Regions from separate parts of the Sus scrofa genome. Here region 1 is linked to region 2. The links are chromatin contacts, called in public Hi-C maps. All regions are on one chromosome and are shown on one strand. Each heading gives the region's core, a stretch centred on a gene start, on an enhancer-like site or on the middle of the called end of the contact. The rest is flanking DNA. Distances are from core to core; before and after follow the strand shown.

Evidence for each region. Hi-C and Micro-C count contacts between places; a contact is called where the count stands out from the background.
Region 1: a Hi-C map of alveolar macrophages shows a contact between it and region 2, with 2.4 times the contacts expected there. The contact joins two enhancer-like sites. A contact is called at or near these places in 5 of 47 Hi-C or Micro-C datasets (alveolar macrophages, embryonic fibroblasts and subcutaneous adipose tissue) and 2 of 2 datasets of contacts at active chromatin or transcription factors (alveolar macrophages and skeletal muscle).

Annotation. Positions count from the first base shown.
Region 1 is chr10:43,224,530-43,230,836 of Sscrofa11.1, forward strand. The region is part of intron 37 of CUBN (cubilin); the gene reads right to left. Among named protein-coding and RNA genes, the nearest start is that of CUBN, 190 kb to the right of the region's middle. Within about 2 kb of position 4,137, at least 5 of the 83 cell types and tissues checked have an H3K27ac peak or open chromatin away from gene starts, as enhancers often do. A contact at or near this core is called in alveolar macrophages, where this site is marked.
Region 2 is chr10:43,131,925-43,137,436 of Sscrofa11.1, forward strand. The region is part of intron 60 of CUBN (cubilin); the gene reads right to left. Among named protein-coding and RNA genes, the nearest start is that of EPC1, 190 kb to the left of the region's middle. Within about 2 kb of position 3,642, at least 7 of the 83 cell types and tissues checked have an H3K27ac peak or open chromatin away from gene starts, as enhancers often do. A contact at or near this core is called in alveolar macrophages, where this site is marked.

The sequences.
Region 1 (6,307 bases), core at 2,887-5,386, 93 kb after region 2:
ATCTGATGGTGAAGCTTAGCAACAGCTTGATTGGAGAGATTTTTTTTTGATGGAAATACAAGCATTAATTGGATTTTAAGGTGCAGAAATTGTGGGCAGAGAATGCATGCCAAGCAAAGCACATATATAGAAAGAGTGGGACACATTTAGAAACCTGCGAGAGGTATGGTTTGGTTAGAACTTTGAGGACCTTTAAGAAGACATCAGAAGACCTAGCTGGAGCAGCATAATGGGTTAATTTTGGCAGAGCTTAAATGCCAATCAACGGCATCTGTACTTAAATCCTGTAAAGGCAGGAAAAAAAATCACATTTATTCTAAAATAGGTGAGTGTTCAAGCATGGCCTATTCAGCTTCTTTATATTCTGCAATAATGATGGCATAGGGGAATAGAGGGTAGGAGATAACAGCTACCTCATAGGATTGTCATTAGTCACACACATAAAGAGTCTGGAACATGAAGATGCTAAATGAGGTTTTTAAAAATTGGCCTCGCTGCTTAAAAAATTTGGATATAATCAAGATAATGTAGTATTGGTGTGAGGGTAGACAAATGGATGAATGGAATAGAACATATCATCCAGAGAAGGACCCACAAATATACAGGCAATTCAACCCAACCCATTGTGCCAAGTGTGGGCTTCAAAAGAGACTCTAGGGCTATATTTGGAAATCACTTGAATGTATATGAAAATAGGTGAAAGCATGGCTAGATTGGGGGTTTAGAAATGAAAAGTGGGGAGTGATAAGTAGAGAGAGAGGGATAAGGGATAAGAGCAGAAGTTTAAGGAACACCCATATTTTGAGGACAGTGAAAGGAAGAGGGAACAATAAACACAACGGTCATATGGAAAGTAGGATAAAAACAAGTTCAGTGTCATGTCATAGAAGCCAAGAGAAAATTAAGGAGATGGTGATGAAGAGCATCAAATGATGCAAAGATCCAGCATTAAGAATAGGCTATAGGACTTGGTTACTCAAAAGAAAAGAGTAACTTTTAAAGGAGCAGCTTCAAAGAGTCTTCTATATGATAATTTTTCAAATATATTAAGGAGTAAATTACATGCTTTTCAGTAATTTCCACAAGACGGTGAATTGCAGTAACAAGACAATAACAGGCTTTCTATAACATCCAATAATTAGAATTTATAAATTCTACATGTATTCTTTTTATTTGCCCATTAACATGTATAAAATGTGTTAATATAGTTGACAACAGGAGTTCCCGTTGTGGCTCAGTGGTTAATGAACTCGACTCGTAACATGAGATTGCCTGGGCTCTATCCCTGGCCTTGCTCAGTGGGTTAAAGATCTGGTGTTGCTGTGAGCTGTGGTGTAGGTTGCAGACACAGCTCGGATCCCACATTGCTGTGGCTGTGGCATAGGCTGGCAGCTGCAGCTCCTATTCTATCCCTAGCCTGGGAACCACAATATGCCATGGGTGTGGGCCTAAAAAGACAAAAGACAAATATATGTATATATAGTTGACAACAAATCAAATCTTAGAAAATATTAATACCATTAAAAACTTCTCCTCTGACCACTAGAGAATAAAACTGGAACAGGGTAACAGAGAGATTACAAAAGATTCCATAATTCTGATATATAAAACACTTTTCTATAAAAACCATGTGTGTTAAACAGGAACCATAATGGAAATTAGAATATAATTAGGACGGAATGAGAGTGGAAACATTATATATTAGAACTTATGGAATATAGTCAAAGCAGTAATTAGAGGGAAATTTATAGCTTTAAGTGCTTATACTAGGAAAGAACAAATACTGAGAAAAATGGACTAGATATCCAACCCCAGAACTAATCAAATGGGAAAACAAACAAACAAACAAACAAACAAAAAAACACCACGGGGGGAAAAAAACCCCGACAAAAGAAGTAGAAGAAATGCCAAGACAACATCTGAAATTAGCAAAATATAAATGTAGAAAATGCTAGAAGAGATTACAAAGAAGTTATTTCTTTGAAAAGACTAACAAACTATAAACTTTCAATAAGACTGATTAACAATAAAAAAGAAAGTTTAAATGAGCAATATTACTAAAAAGGGCAAAGTTACAGATACACTAGAAATTTTAATGAATTCTACTAAAAACCAATGTCACTAAGTTTGAATGTAAACAATTTTTTTTTACAAAAATACAATAGAACTAGTTGAAAAAATGAAACACCTAAAAATACCATTAAACCAATAAATATCAGTATAAAAAAAACTGCCTGCAGACAAAATGAAACAAATATCTGAGCCCAGATTATTTTATAGGGTAACTCTATCAAATCTTCAATAAATCAATATCCAAATCCTAATCTTATGTAAACTGTAACAAAAGATAGAAAAGAGGTGATAGTATCCAACTTACTTAAGTTAGTATAACCTTGAGAACAAAATCAGTCAAGGGAGGTCAAAGAAAGAAAAAGTTTAAGTCAATCTTCTTAACAATACAGATAAAAAATATTACATAAAATATTAGTAAAATGAAACCATCAATCTGTAAAATATTTAGATCTTAATCAAGCTGGACTCACAATGGCTTAAGATGAGAAGATCTATTGGAACAATTAAGACTAAAGAGAAAAATAGATTCAAAAATATACTAAGGAAGAATCAGCGACAATTGCAGAAAAGTATTTGCTAAAACTGAACATGTATTCATTATAAAAACTCACAGAAAATTAGGAATAGAAGGAAATTTTTTTCAAATGGATAAGAAATGCCCTCCAACCTACTACAGAAATATGCTTAGAGGTGAAAGTTTTAAAATATTTCTTCTAAATATAAAACAACACAAGAAAGCATATTCTTATCACTTTGTTGCATAATATGCTAAAAGGTTTTCCAGGACAATAGGCAGGGAAAGGGGGAAATGGTTGTAAGATTTGGAAAAGAAGTGCTATAAAGCAATACTCAAGGGTGTTCATTCATTCATAACTATTTACTGAGCACCTTAAAATGTCAGGTCCTTGTCTAGGAACTGAAGGTAGAGCAGCAGACAAGAGACAAAATTTTTGTCATTCTAGAGAGCAGAATGTTTACTAGATAAGGTAGTATGCAAAAAATTAGTAAGCTTTTCTTATACCAGCAAACAAAAATTTAGGAATGATAAATTAGTCAACATTCACTCAATAAATATTTTACTCTCTACTACATTGCTAGACACTGCGATGGGATGATGAAGAAAATAGACAATGTTCCTCCCTTTGGGAACCTTATATTCTAGAAAGAGAGACAGATAATAAGCAAATAAACGGAAATACAGAGAGGCTGTGATAAGTTTTAGGAGGAAAAAATAAAGTAATTAAGGAAATGATACATATAAAATTGAAAATATGGGTTATCTCTTTGACAAGAAGGTAAAGGGATATGGATGGAAAAGTTTTGCTGCCCTGTAATATTTTATTTATTTAATACTAATTTTTAAAGAAAAAAGTCATTAATTTTTTTTAAAGTAAATGAAGTGAGTGCAAACTCTTCTTTTTCCACAAGTAACTGAAAGAAGTTTTTTTCTGCGAAGGACAAGATTAATAAAAAAGGAAAGAACTGGAGTACCACCGGTTGTGGCTCAGTGGGTTAAAACCTGGCTAGTATCCATGAGGATAGGGGCTTGATCCCTGGATTCCTTCAGTGAGTTAAAGGAACTGGCATTGCAGCAAGCTGCAGTGTGGGTCACAGATGCAGCTCAGATCCTGCATTGCTGTGGCTGTGGTTTAGGCCAGCAGCTGCAGCTCTGATTCAACCCCTAGCCTGAGAACTTCCGTATGCTGCAGGTGTGGCCTGAGGAAGAGAAAGAGGAAGAGGAAGAGAAAGAGAAAGAGAAGGAGAAGGAGAAGGAGAAGGAGAAGGAGAAGGAGAAGGAGAAGGAGAAGGAGAAGAGAAAGAGAAAGAGAAAGAGAAAGAGAAGAGAAAGAGAAAGAGAAAGAGAAAGAGAAAGAGAAGAGAAGAGAAGAGAAGAGAAAGGACTGTCTGATACGACTATAGAAAAAAACTGTTGGGAAGGAAATTAAAAAAAAACTCAGGAATGGAAAACTTACTTCTCTATCGTGTATCTTTTAGTCACTAGTACTAAGTCCAGCATCTTCCTGGGCCCTATCTCAGCAAAAGGGTTAGGATGCTTAAGATAACAGACTAGCAGCCTGGAGGTTCTGGGACCTCACGCCCCGCAGTGGGATGGATGTACCACACACATCTCTGAGGTTTCACCATCAGTCAGAGCCTGGGAGCAAACTGGTCAGTTCGTTCTACCACTAGCTTCTCAGGCCAGATACTAGCATTGGTAGGGCTCTGGCCAGATGGTGGGTCTGTGGCTCTCACAATCTCATCAAGGTTACTCCAGTAGAGATCATCTAGATCCATATTCTAGACCTAGTTTTAGCAGCAAACTGTGAGTGATAATTAAACAGCAAAAGAAATCAGAAAAAAATCCACACGAGGCTAAACAAAACACACATGTGTCTGAACCTCCACTGTATTTCTTGATTCTTCCTAAGACAAAGTTTCTACCTACAATAATTTTAGGCAAATAATGGATCTGAATCCATCCTTAAGAGGGCTGCCAAGTTTGGCTCTTAAATTCATCCTCAATTTTATCACCCATAATGGTATGAACAATGTAAAACATGTTTAAATTGTCCTTTTATTTACTTTTTAATTTCTTTTGGCTGAACCCACAACATGCAGAAATGCCATGCCAGGGATGGAACCCATGGCATAGCAGCAACCTGAGCCTCAGCAGTAACAATGCTGGATCCTTAACTCACTGAACCACCAGGGAACTCTAAAATATATTAAAATTGTGTTTCTGATTCTCAGGAAAAAAATATTTGCCTCAGAAGGTAATTTACATGAAATTGCCCCTAAATCATTTCAACTCAAAGTGCAGCATGTAGTCCAGCACCAGAGCATCACCCAAGAGCCTGTTTAAATGAAGCATCAGAGCCGCCAACCAACTGAATCAGAATATAAATTTTAACAAGATTCCAGGTGATCAACACGGACATTAAAGTCTGATCCAATGGGCTAGAAGATTACTAAGTACAGGATTTTTCTGTTTTTTGTACCAGACTGGTGTAATCCAACGCTAAATGTCATAAAAGGCCTTTCATTAGAAACAATGGTACTTGTAAGAATCAAATTAAACTTTTTAAAAAGTTGTATTGTTCTTGGAAGTCTTTGTTTTAGGCTGGTCCATTTTACAAGCAAATTTATGCTGTTTCCAAATGTCTTGGCTCAGATCTGCTAGTAAAAATATGATGTGGAACAAAAATAGTACCATCACTGCTTCTCATTATCTCACTTTTGATTCTTGAACCAAGATCAATCACATTTTAAAAGGACTCGGCCAGCATACAGCATATTTTCTTTTAATTCCTCTAAATATCTGTTTTATAAAAAAATTCTTTGGGGGGGGTTTATTTTGCCCCCCTTTTATGTTATAGAGTCGACCACGATTTCTCCGATTTTTCTCCCTACTCAGTTTCACCACAGTGTCCACCATCCAAACCCCATGCTTTAGAACTTGACAGATTCCATCTGCTTTTCATATGCTTCTCGCTCACCCCAGAGGAGTGCTTCCAAATACCCATCTGGATATAGTTTAGACCAGGGCAGAAATAACTTGGAGGCTTTGCCATAAAGCCCTTCTCATTATCATCTACGTAAAGAGGAACAGCTTGTCTTCTGCATATTATACTTTAAAAATAAAAAGAAACACAAAATGATCAAAGTTAACCTCTTGTAGGATGAAAAAGGAAAAAGATGAAGCATTAAGATTTAATATAGTAATCAGGATTTTGTGTCTATTACAGAGTAAAATGGATGAAACTTGTTTTCTGTGTTTACCTCCCATCTTTTAGGAGGAGAGTCCAGTGTGGTCCTCTTGGATTTAACCTTGAACTGCCACACAAGGTACTTTAGAAATGCCAGAGTGAGAGAATTTGAAACTTGAACATCAGGTATGCAGGAGCCTGGTGCTGTACATTTAAAATTTAACGTCTTTCATCACAACTGTGGCCATGTGTGGACATGATTATCCCTTATGGGTGAAATGCATCTCTTACGTTTAAAAAATTTTTTTTGACATGAACATATTAGTAACTTAACAAGAAATGGGAACTTGTCTCTTTAAAATATTCCCAGGACCTGGCCCAGTTCCTGATGACCACTAAGCAACAGATTGATCAAGAATGTGAATGTGGTAAAGACCAAGAGGAAAAAGACCCCAAAAGCCCGTTTATTTATCAGTTATGAGACCTAATAAGCCATGTGAAGGACTACTGACTCTATCATGAGAACA
Region 2 (5,512 bases), core at 2,392-4,891:
ATGAACACTATCAGATGGAAGACTGAATTTAAGAAGAATTTACCCAACATACCAAGAAAACTGGCTCTCAACAAATTTTTTATGTAAATAATCAGAAAGAAAGAGGCCGAGAGGCATTTAACACTATAATCCACTTTTAACTGAACCACACGCTATACTTGATTTTTTCTCTTTTCCAAAAAAAGAGTGGAAGCTAAAGGGGAACTCTATTGAAGAAAAAAGATTGACTATGAAATGAAAACTTAGAAATTTAGAAGAAAAATACAAAAGAGAGATAAAGAATATTCTTAATGTTCTATGATAGAAAAAAATATGGAACAAACTCCTCAGAACCCAGGATTTAGTTTTTTTTTTCCCACTAAGCTAATGCCTTGGAAATGATGTGAAAGGAAGAAAAACTCTACTGACAATTTCAAAAGAAACACACGAGGATGCATGAAGCTCAGAACTGTCCTGGTAAGAAAAGAGATGAAATTAGTGCCCAAAGGAGTATTTGTAAAGCTTGCATCCTGCGCAAATGTGGACCATCACATGTTCCACAGTTACTGGGAGTTCCCGTTGTGGCGAAGCGGAAATGAGTCCAACCAGTATGCATGAGGATGTGGGGTCAATCCCTGACCTTGCCTGTTAAGGATCTGGCGTTAAACTGTGAGCTGTGGTGCGCTGCTGGGATCCCGAGTTGCTGTTGCGGTGGCTGTGGCTGGCAGCTGTAGCTCTGATTTGACCCCTAGCCTGGGAACTTCCATATGCCCCAGGTGCAGCCCTAAAAAGCCAAAAAACAACCAACCAAAAAAAAAAAAAAAAAAAAAAACCACCACAACAAAAAAAACCCAGGTTTCACGGTTACAGTTAAATTTCACTAACACTGGCCTTCCATTTACTTGGTCTCACTCCATTCATTTTCTGTTAACAGTGAGAGGGCTGCTTTCAACACTAGGGGGCGCTATGAGCCAAGACTTGGCTCTTGGCAACAAAGGCAAACAATGGCTGCAAAGCTCAGAGGCAAAGGGTATCAAATGTGCAGAGCGTTTTTTCAGTACAGAGGCCTTATTTGGTTGGTCAGGCTATTCTGTTAGAGCTTTTGAGTCAAGTAAAACTACAGATTATTGGCACAGTCGGATGTTTCCTGGAGTTGAAATGCTTCCAAAGGCCCAGCCCCTGATATATCCATTGATGGCATCTAGGACATTATTCTGAAACCAAAGCAACACTAATCACTCTGCTCCTATGAAACAGGCCTGCAAAGTAAAGAAAGAATTGAAATTCACACAGTTTTACTCCGGTGTGGACTGATTGTTATTTAAGGAAACCACTTCAGCATATTGACCTGTGAGGCAGGGAAGAACCATTACTCACTGAGGCTACTAATGATTGAGAAATTTATTTATCTATTTCGTATTGTTTTACTAGTCAAGGAAATATAGTTAGTATTGAGATGGGAAGAGATGAAAGATAGTCCAACAGCAGTGATTAATCATAGATAAATAATGGTGATGCGATTTAGAACAGGACAGGTGCCAGAAAAGAGTCAGGAAAAGTCTTGTGAGCTTTGCAAGAAGAAGGACATTACTTTGGGTTGTAAGGATCTAGAATGTTCAAGAAGGAGGTGATATTTGATCTGTGTCTTTAGAAATAGGATTGGAATTGGCAATTCCAGGCTGAAAGACCTTGTAACTCAAGGTTAAGCGGAGAAGAATTTATAGAATTTTTAGACCTTTAGACCTCATCCTATGGATAATGGGTCCCCTTGAACAGTTTTTGATCAGAGGAGTGGTGGGGTCTGAATGATCGCACCTTCTCCTCATGTCTGACCCAGAAATGGATCTGATGGCAGCATTTATGCATAAAGGAGGGACTGGCGGAGGCGAGGCCCAAGGACATGGCCACGGTCTGGGCTGGAGGCAGCAAAGGGCAGTGCAGCATTGGAGGTCTGTATTCAGGAAAACCATGCTGCTGGGCTTTATTTCTATGACTGTATCAGCTCCCAAAACAAAATGCTATTTAAAAAAATTCAAGCTATATATTTTATCGCCCTTTGTTTATTAATTGTTGCTACTAAGTTTATAAGGGCAGAATGACAAATGCATTGGGCACAGCGAGTGCCATTGCACAGACTTATTCTATAAGGCTGGTACTGCTGCTACTGAGGTCCTAAGACAGAGACACCCTGGCTTCTGGGAATTCCGGATCAAGAACCTGCAGATGCTGGTGGGCACTGGCATAGACTGAGTGGTGCCTGCATGATTCCTAACCCTGCAGTCTCTCTCAGCAGTGCCGGAGCATGGACTGAGTGCATTCTTCCATTCACTTGATGTTAGGTTCCACCCTACGACTCGCTCTACGCAATGGAATGGCTGTGGTCATGAGGTGGGAAGAGGCCTTAAATGTGCTTGTGTTTTGGGCTTGGACTTTCATGCTCCCTCGATCCACCAAGAGCTCACGCCCTGGGTACCTGCGTGGAGAGCTGACCTGACCGCAGTCTGTACGGTGGAGCCAGGCACAGTCAGCCTGCCTCCTGGAACAGGCAGGCAAACCAGCCTGCTGACCCGTAAGTGATAAAATAATGCTTCAGTGGTATGAGCCACTGAATTTTGGATGGTTCGTTATGCAGCATCAGTGTGGCAATAGCGGACAAGTACAAAAATAGCTACTCTGAGTTATCAAACTGTAATAGAGCACATTGCTTAATTCATAAAATCTACACACAGAATAAAGAAAATGGAGAACTAAACTTATCATCAGATAATCCTGGCCAAAATAGTCAAGTAATTGAAGTAAATACAATATTATATGAGGGAATTATACAATTCATATTCTTTATGAATAATATTATGTGAGTAAATATAATATTATATGAATAAACAGTGAAGTAATTGAAGTAAATATAACATTGAGTGAATCATACAATTCATATTTTATATGAATATTATATGAGTAAATATAATATTGTATGAATAAATATCAAGTAATTGAAATAAATGTGGCATTGTGGAGTAAATTGTACAATTAATATTCTGTGAATATTTTATGAGTAAATATAGCATTGTATGAAGAAATAGGCAAGTACTGAAGTAATAGAACATTACGGCGGGAATTAGACAATTCATGTTCTATGTCAGTATCATATGAGTAAATACAATGTTGTGTGAATAAATAGTCAAGTAACTGAAGCAAATATAACATTATGAGTGGATAATACAATTCACATTCTATATGGATATTATATGATAAACATCTTTCGGTGTCTGTGTGGCACGGAAAATGGTTATAATTGCTCTGATTCACCCACTTGGAAATGGAAACATGGCACAACTGCTCTGTGCTCCTGCTCCTCCCACAGCGTGTGTCTTTGGGGGAATATAAAGATGAATATTCATCAAAGAAGAGTTCTTTGCCAACAAATGCTCTTGCCACATCACAATTTCTATATTTCAACAATGGCAGGATATACGGGAAGAACAAGGGAGGACTCAGACGATGAAATGGTTTCCTATACTTGTTTACTATATGGTATTTTAAAATTCCTGTTTTTGAGCGAGTGTATGACCTTAGCATTGACGTGTTCTTTAGCACCACCAGTCTATCATCTTCCTCGTTATCCCACATTGTTCTACCATCCAGTGAACTCCCATCCATCAGCCGGCTGTGTCAGAAGCGCTCCGTATCCACCAGCCTGCTGTGTCAGAAGCGCTCTGTGCAACACTCCCCGTGCCAGACAGAGAGCAAATATCACTCTAACCCTCACACCGAATCAGAAACACTTCCTACGAAAGAGGGATGGCTTTAGAGAAAGCAAATGGTTGGTGAAAGACATATTGGAAATATATACCCGTAGCATATATTTGGGTCCAGATCGACCTAATTAAAAATCAGTAATTGAATCCTAAAGGATTTCTCTCCAATGATTAACCTTCCAAGTGAAGTTCAAGCTGGAATGAATCTGACCATAAGAATTAGCTGTATTATCTAAGAGAAAACATCTTGAAGGCTTCAGTGCAGTCAGATACATTTCCAAATAATTATCTTGGGAACTGACATTTCCGCTGCTGACATTACAGGGGGCTGACATTTTATGCAGGTCTTCTGGATAGGATCTCTAACCATCTCTGGACAACCACTACTTGGACAGATGGTGGGTGGCTAGCTGTACTTTCAGATAAGGATCCGCCTGACTTCAAGCATTTTCCTGTTCTCCAGGGAACCCATTAAGGCTTCAGGCTGTAGTTGAAGGAAGCTCGATGAAGCACAGGAAACAGAACACACACGCATTGAAAGCTGGTGCCTTAGGGACACGGAAGCTCCATAAGGCTTTAGTTGCCTGCATCTTGCTGTAAAGTTCAAAGCTGCAGTTTGCAACTGCCCTAAAGAAGTGAATTCCTTTAAAAAGTTCAACTAAATTTCACATGAACATATTCTTTTTTTTTGCTAAAAAAGTAAATTGCCTTTATTATTCTACAAAAACTTAAACATTCACCACTTTTAAAGTATTTATGTTGCGCAAGAGAAAAGAAACTTAATGGCGCTTGTAATCTGAGTGATGTTTTGTTTGTTTTTAATAATTTCACTCAATGTGACTCATTTTGGATATCCTAATTTGAGACTCAGCTTAATTTAACTCAGAATATGTAGTTATTCTGGTCATATTTGGGAAGCATAAAACTAAAATACTAAACGAAAGGTAATTTACTGAAAGAAAAGTAGTATCAGCAGCTAATCAGTAGTGACAGTCACAAATTAAAGAGCAATGTGACATATAAACAACTTAGGATAAAGAGAATTCTCAGTAACTTTTAATTTATTTTGCATTATTTTGGTATTACTGAAAGCACTTTATGTATGCATCAGTAGTCCCAGGGCATTTCATGAAAATGGGCTGCAATGGGGCATATGGAGGTTCCCAGGCTAGGGGTCCCATTGGAGCTGAAGCCCCGGCCAACACTATAGCCACAGCAATGCCAGATCTGAGCTGAGTCTGTGACCTACACCACAGCTCACAGCAATGCCAGATCCTTAACCCACTGATCAAGGCCAGGGATCGAACCCACTTCCTCATGGATGCTAGTCGTGTTCCTTAACCACTGAGCCATGTTAGGAAGTCCTTGAAATTTTACAAAGGACTTGTTAGGTAGGATAGGATAGGGCCTTGGACCCAAGTGATTCAGAACAGGCCATTTATCATTACCAAAAGCAGGAGGCTTGTGATCAAGCAGTGAGGACACATGCAGGTACCAGAGACAGGCTCTTCGGAGCACTTTCCTATACCAATGACACATGCTCGTCAGAGCACTGCCCTATGACCTATTCCCCATGCAGAGAAGGCATCCCGCCCAAAACCAATTGGAGGGTCAAAACCTGTGTGCCCCCATACAGAGATCAAACAACACTCAGCCTTTATGCATAGCACAGGGGGGCTGGGACAGGGAAATTGGTGGGCTTGGGGTGGGAGAACTGGGGTCTCCAAACACATCCACTGTATAATGGAAAGACCCAGTTGCAGTCAGAGGCAGTCTCT